2 separate regions of the Canis lupus genome follow, and region 1 is linked to region 2. A link is a contact called in public Hi-C data. All regions are on one chromosome and are shown on one strand. Each heading gives the region's core, a stretch centred on a gene start, on an enhancer-like site or on the middle of the called end of the contact. The rest is flanking DNA. Distances are from core to core; before and after follow the strand shown. Region 1 has its middle 21 kb from the start of PLXND1. Region 2 overlaps TMCC1 (transmembrane and coiled-coil domains protein 1).

Region 1 (3,660 bases), core at 561-3,060, 170 kb after region 2:
CAAAGTTTCAGCTTGGGTAATATATTTTATGTGATTACATGCTCCTACTTCTCTGTAGGAAAAACTATAGACAAGTAAAGCTTCAAATATTTAAAATTTTCTGTGATGGTAAGTCACGTAAGTGTTTAAAAACTGTTACTCTGGGGATCCCTAGGTGGCTCAGTGCTGCCTTCAGCCCGGGGCGTGATCCTGGTCCCACGTCAGGCTCCCTGCATGGAGCCTGTTTCTCCCTCTGCCTGCGTCTCTGCCTCTCTCTCTGTGTCTCTCATGAATAAATAAATAAAATCTTTAAAAAAAAACCCTCTTATTTTGGAAAGTTATCATTACAAATGTTATTAGCATGCAACTGATCAAAACAACATAAATATATTACAAATAAAAAAAATTAAAAAAATATATTTTGTTTGAATGCATTTTTTAATGAGTTGATCAGATTTCCCTGGTTTTGTGTACCAGTGGATAAATATTCCTTATGTCTATGATGAGACAGTGTTCACTTTCATCTCATCCTAGTTCTCATGTATAAGCACTCAGAGGTCTTGTCACATAAAGAGGCAACAGAAAAGAAAGGGAGTGGTATTGGAGCAAGTTAACTCTAAAATTCCTTTAACTTCCTTTTGAGTCTTATGCCAAATCAATAGTAATCCATCATCAAGCATTACTTTTTGTTGCAACTAGGTGATAGGTAAGTTAGCGTTCATTATACTGGTCCCTCTGCTTTTGTGTATGTTTCCATTTAAAGAAATTATGTTTAATCTCTATTGGTTGACAAGAAGATGAGGGCCCTCCTGCAATTTTGTTACAGGCAAAACATGGGAACTACTTGCCTGGCAAGAGGATTTCTTCCCAAGCTTTGGAGCCCTTAGAGCCCTTCTTCCTCTCCAGACCCAGAGCAGGACTTCCAACTGGCCTTTTGTTGACCTTGGGTCGGGGGCATTTGCCTTTCTTTCCCAAAACAAGAAGCTGCTTTTTTAAAGAGTCGGTGCCCCATTTGAAGACTGTGGTGAGTGAGGATGATGAACCCCTTGACCACAGGCCTGGGGAAATGGGTCAGGCCAAGAAGGATGAAAGAAAGATTCCATCTCAGAATGCAAGCGCATTCTTTGTCTGCTCCATCCTCTCCCATGAGCCTTGCCCAGACCTTGGCACTCTCAGGGGAGAGGACCTGGGAGCTGCCCAGGGTCATTCAGTTAAGAATGGTGAGGCTGGAAATCTCTATATCCATCTTCTCAAATTACTTCAGCCCAGGAAAGCTTAGTGAATAAATTTCAATTAAAATAAAAGCTCACAGGATACCCACGGGGTATTTTATTTTCAATTAAAATAAAAGCCACGGGGGTCAGCCCAGGTGGCTCAGCGGTTTAGCGCCGCCTGCAGCCCAGGGTGTGATCCTGGAGTCCCCGGATGTGTCCCGCGTCGGGCTCCCTGCATGGAGCCTGCTTCTCCCTCTGCCTGCGTCTCTGCCTCTCTCTCATGAATAAATAAATAAAATCTTTAAAATAAAATAAAAGCCCACAACTAAATGTGGTCCTGGAGGGGACCCTGGGGGTGGGGGTGGAGTGGGGGGAGCTGGTGGTGGGGTAGGGGAGCATGCTGTAAAAGACCTCCTTGGGATAAGTGGCAATATTCGAACAAGGTTTTGCAGTCTAAGTAATAGTATTGCCTCATGATGAAATCCCCTGATCTTGAAAACTCTGCTGTGGTTGTGTAACAGAATGAACGCCCTTGCTCCTGGGAAGTACTCATTGAAGGGTTTAGAGTCTAGGGGCGTCACGTCTGCGACCTACTCTCCGGTGCTTGAAGGGGGATGTGAATATGCAGAGAGTGGGTAAGAATGCGAAAACTTGGTGAATCGGGGCTAAGAAGGGGGTGCGAGAGTTCTCTGTACTGTTCTCACAACGTTTGGGTGATGGAAACGACCCGAAAACGAGCAGGTGCGGGAAGCCTGGTCTCTGTCGCCCCCGGGTGGCCGGCCTGGGGCGCGCAGCCTCCGAGTCCAAGAGCCTCTGGCCGCGGCGCCCGACCTCCCCGGGTCCCGGCGGGTCCAGGCGGGTCCAGGCACCCGGCGGGCTCCGGCCTCCCGCGGCCGCACCCCCCTACGCCGGCTCGATTTCCCCGCTGCTCAGATCCGTCTGCCTCTGCGAACAGCTAATGTGAAGTCACATTAATCTCGGCTTGAAAGGAGTCGGAATTTCAGAGCTTCCAACTCAGATCACACGCCGTCTACAAGTAGGGAAACCGAGGCCCGGAGAAGACAGGAGGCTGCGCATGACTAGGACCAAGGTCCTCCTGTGCCCCTTCCTCAGCAAGCAGGGCATCCAAGCGCCACCGAGCCCTAGTCTGGGTCCGGCCGCCTGACCTCCCCCACCCCCACGCGCCTCGGCCTCACACCCGCCCGCCCGCCCCTTCCCCCGCCGCGAGCCCTCCCCGCCGGTCTCCCGCGCTGGGACGGGGACGCCTGCGGACAGGACCCTCGCGGCTCCCCGGGGTGCCCACGGCGCCCGGCACAGGGCGGGGACGTCAGCGCGGGCAGGAATGCTTGTCCCCGGGCCCTTCACCCCCCGCCCTGGCTCCGCTCCCAGGTGACCGCCCGCGAGCGCGAGCGCGAGCGCGAGGGAGTGTCCTGCCCGCGGCGTCCGTGGTTTCCGAGGAGCTCGGGGCCGGGAGCGGCAGGTGCGGGGAGGGCGCGGAGGGCGCGGGTTTGCGCCAGCGGGGGCCCCGCCCCGTGGAGGCCCCGCCCCCTGGAGGCCCCGCCCCTGTGGCCCCGCCCTATAGAGGCCCCGCCCCCTGGAGGCCCCGCCCTCTTCCCCGCCCTGTGGCGGCCCCGCGCCCCGGGAGCATCGAAGGGCTCCGCGGCCTCGGACGACCCAGGCGGGCGGGCGGCAGGGCCTGGCCTCGGTGCCCTCCCCGGGGCCCGACCTGGACGTCCCTCCCCAGCCCGCTTCCTTGCCGCGCCCGCCGGCCGACCCGCTCGGGCCTAGGGTCTCACCCGGGGACAATGGCAGGGGCGGAGCTGCAGCGGACGTGCGGACAATGGGCCCCCGGCCACCCGGCCGACCCGCGTCCGGCCTTTCTCGGCCTGGGCGGGGCCGCGGGGCGAGGGGGACGCGGAGGTGGCGCTGCTTCGGGCCGCGAGCCACAGCCCCTCCCCCCGGGACCCTCTATACCCCCCCCCGTGCCCTCCCCCGGGACCCTCTACACCCCCCCGTGCCCTCCCCCGGGACCCTCCCATGGCGCCTGTCCTGGAGGCCAGGGGTCCTCCCCAACCCACCTCTGCCCTCAGCGCTGCCCACCTGCAGGCCTGGCGAGGGGAGCAGGGGTTTTCAAACATCCCCCCCACCCCCCGTTTTTTTTTTTTTTTTTAATTAAGGTAAAATTTACCTAGAGGGAAATGGACAGATCTCAAATGTGAAGTTTGATGAATTTTTGTTTCTCAGAACAAGATAGAACATTCTCAGCTTCCAGGAAAATTCCCTGGGGCCCCTTCCTAGTTGATCCCTGACCCTAACCCAGCCCCTGGCAGCCACTGATACTTTTTCTTTCTTTTCTTTTCTTTCTTCTTTTCTTTCTTTTCTTTTCTTTTCTTTTTCTTTTCTTTTGGCGTTGGGGATTGAGGTGGGGGAGGATGGAGTTGGGAGGAGGGAGGAGGGAGTGGAGGGA
Region 2 (3,568 bases), core at 632-3,131:
ACATGTGTTTAGGGAAAGAGTAATTAATTATGTCCGATGGAATCTGGGAAAGCTTTGAAGGAAGGGCTTAGGATGTTAGTATGGGTAATGGGGAGTAAGGATCTCCTCTAAGTTAAAGACTCTGGGGGGGCAGCCCCTGTGGTGCAGCGGTTTAGCGCCACCTGCAGCCTGAGGTGTGATCCTGGAGACCCAGGATCAAGTCCCACGTCGGGTTCCCTGCATGGAGCCTGCTTCTCCCTCTGCTTGTGTCTCTGCCTCTCTCTCTCTCTCTCTCTCTCTCTCTCTCTGTGTCTCTATGAATAAATAAATAAAATCTTAAAAAAAACAACAAAACTCTGGGGAATAAAACAACTTAGTGTTTCCTTAGTAAATGTACACTCTTTGAGGGTATATTATGGACTTGAATGATAAGGCCTGTGACATTTTGGCTGATGTGTTGAGAGAAGGCCTACAACTGTCCACAGGCCTTGTAAGAGGTGCCATGTCTAGCTTTGATATCCCTCCCAACATCTAGTAGGACAACATTTTGTATACACATATCTCATGCAGAAATAGCATTTCAGGGTATTTTTTTGAATAATGAACAAATCCTCTTCTCTGTATCTTTTTTTTTTTTTTTAAGATTTATTTATTTATTTATGGTAGAAAGGCAAGACACAGGCAGAGGGAGAAGCAAGCCCCATGCTGGGAGCCCGACGCGGGACTCGATCCTGGGACTCCAGGATCGCGCCCTGGGCCAAAGGCAGGCGCCAAACTGCTGAGCCACCCAGGGATCCCCTCTCTTCCCTGTATCTTAAGTGTTGTGTCCTTTGGAGTTTTAACCATAGCCATACCACTCTTTTCACTTCTGTGAACTTAAATGCTGTCATACTTTCAGCCTCCAACAAATATTGGTCTCCAACTGGACCAGTCCTGTGATGTTCAGAATTAGTTCTCTCACTGCCTGTTGGTTATCTGCATAGGTAATTCAAACACGTCATTTCCAAATTTAAATTAATCATTATCTCTCATAACTTTTCAATCTTCTAGTATGTTTTCTTTGTTGTTTCCAAATTTGTGTGACTACAGAAGATATCATTTAGGACACTAGTTATAAATACAATTTTTATGTGCCACTCCCAGGATTTCTAAGTTAGAAGAAAACTTTTAATCAAGGCCCCACATGATTTTAGTGCAGTCAGCCCATGAGTTTGATAGTTACTAGATATGACTTTCTGAAGCCACTAGTCACCCATGTTGGCAACCTTAAAGAGTTATTCTGATCTCTTTCACCCCTCAATCACACAGTCCCCAAATTTGTGCCCTAGTTTGGGCCTCCATCCATCTCCTTGCCCTTTCAGATCCTTTGTCCACACTGCATGTAGCTTGTGAGAGCTATCTAAAGCACAAAGCAAATGATGCCATTTCCACTGCTAAAAAACCCTTCACTGGGTCCACTATTATGTGAGGAGTAAAGAAAGTTCGTTAAAAAGTCATGCAAGGCTTTCCGCAATTTAGCCCGTGTGGACTTCTTTACCTTATGTCATTACTGCCTCATACAGAACTTAGCACTTGTTTCCCGCACTTTTTATTCTTCCTGTAAAGTTTTCGTATTTCCATATTACGGCTTATGCTTTTAGTCATTCATTCAGCAAATATATATTACCTGATACATGCTAGGCACTGCAGATATTATGTGATATGATGTGATGTGATTCTTGCTCTCATGGAGTTTATAATCAGATGGGGACACGTAAAACATAAAATTTTCAACTGTGGCAAATGCTACTGGAGCTGATATCATAAGGACATTTGACCTAGTTAAGGAAGTCAGGGTATGACTTTGCTGAGGAAGTGAAAGAGATTGAAAGGATAAACAGGTTTATCTGAATGAGGTAGTCGAGCTGCAAGTACAAAGGTCCTAAGAAGGGGGAGGTTTGCTGAGTACGAAGGATAGAATGGCAGGTGTATATACTTGGCAAGTGTGCATGCATTCAGGTGCATACTGGTTAAGACTGGAGAGATAGGTGCAGTTCATATAGAGGTCTGCAGACAATTTTTTTTTATTTTTATTTATTTATGATAGTCACACACAGAGAGAGAGAGAGGCAGAGACATAGGCAGAGGGAGAAGCAGGCTCCATGCACCGGGAACCCGACGTGGGATTCGATCCCGGGTCTCCAGGATCGCGCCCTGGGCCAAAGGCAGGCGCTAAACCACTGCGCCACCCAGGGATCCCTCTGCAGACAATGTTAAGCAGTTTTTCTTCACCTAAGAATGATGGTAACATCAAAAAATTTTAAGCAAGGCTTGGGGGAGTGGAGTGCAATGTCAACTTTGTGATTACAGACTATCATTACGTTTATAGCATGGAGAGTAGGTTGGAGTAGGTTTAGATAGAACGTAGATAGATGAGCCAGCAGGCTATTATAGCAGTCCAAGTGAAAGAGAACAGTAGTTTAGACCCTGAGATCATGACCTGAACCGAAGGCAGACACTTAACCACCTGAGCCACCCAGGCGCCCCTATCCGACTTCTTTTTTAAAGAATCACTCTGGCTGCCATGTGAGTAGACTGCAGGGAGTCTAGGGTGAAAGGAGAATGGTTAGGAGTCTGTTGTAGAATTTAGGCGAGAAATGATGATGGCTGAAACCAGGGTCTTAGCACCCTTAAATAGAACAGTGAAGTCAAAGCAAGAGAATAACAATGATCAGTTTGAAGGTCTGGAATAGGATTTCCCTAGAAGGAAAGGAGAGTTGATTAGCAAGAGAGGAGTTCTCTGTGAAGAAAGGAATAATGAGCCTTGATGTAAATCTTATGCAAGAACATAAAACATCTTAGAAAAACTATTAAGTTACTACAATAGAAGAAGACCCAATGAAAGAATAATAACTTAAGATGGCTATTGAATGTGTGTTTTAATGACTGTATGCTAGAGATAGGCCGTGTTTTGAACAGTGGGAAGATTCATAGTGGTCCTGAAGTCAAGTATACATTTTATGGTATAAATTTAGATTATTTAAGTAAATGCTTTGAAATTTCAATGTATTATATAAATGTGCCTCCATATTAGGATACTATTAATGTTTAAAAATAAAGTGATAACATCAAGGGAAGAAATGAACAGAATTAGGGGAGAAAGGTAGCCTTCAGATTCAAAATAGATCTTTAGTTTGGTTTCATCAGGTTTTACATATAATCATTGTTTCATGGTGAGTCAAACTTTGAAACCCTCAGATTACTTGTAAGATTATTCAGTCAGATTTTATACTTCATCCTCAAATTGAAGAGTGGAAAATAATTATCACATTAAAGTTTGCTTGATTATAATGGAAAACAGTTTAAAAAGGAAAAAGCTTCTGTCCTGAATTTGTCATATACTAGCTGAGTGATTTTATTTTATCTTATTTAGGGGGGAGGGGGCGGAATTAGGTTTATTTATTTATTTATTTATTTATATTTTTAAATTGGAGTTCCATTTGCCAAGATATAGCATAACACCCAGTGCTCATCCCATCAAGTGCCCCCCTCAGTGCCTGCCACCCAGTCACCCATCCCCCGACCTACCTCCCGTTCCACTACCCCTTGT

What was found. A called contact is a pair of places that touch in the nucleus more often than the background predicts.
Region 1: a contact with region 2 is called in a Hi-C map of skin fibroblasts, with 3 times the contacts expected there. The contact joins two enhancer-like sites. A contact is called at or near these places in 5 of 9 Hi-C or Micro-C datasets (amygdala, blood, liver and 1 more).

The regions. Positions count from the first base shown.
Region 1 is chr20:5,606,616-5,610,275 of UU_Cfam_GSD_1.0, forward strand. No RefSeq gene overlaps it. Among named protein-coding and RNA genes, the nearest start is that of PLXND1, 21 kb to the right of the region's middle. Within about 2 kb of position 1,811, at least 11 of the 20 cell types and tissues checked have an H3K27ac peak or open chromatin away from gene starts, as enhancers often do.
Region 2 is chr20:5,432,155-5,435,722 of UU_Cfam_GSD_1.0, forward strand. The region is part of intron 3 of TMCC1 (transmembrane and coiled-coil domains protein 1); the gene reads left to right. Among named protein-coding and RNA genes, the nearest start is that of TMCC1, 73 kb to the left of the region's middle. Within about 2 kb of position 1,882, at least 2 of the 20 cell types and tissues checked have an H3K27ac peak or open chromatin away from gene starts, as enhancers often do.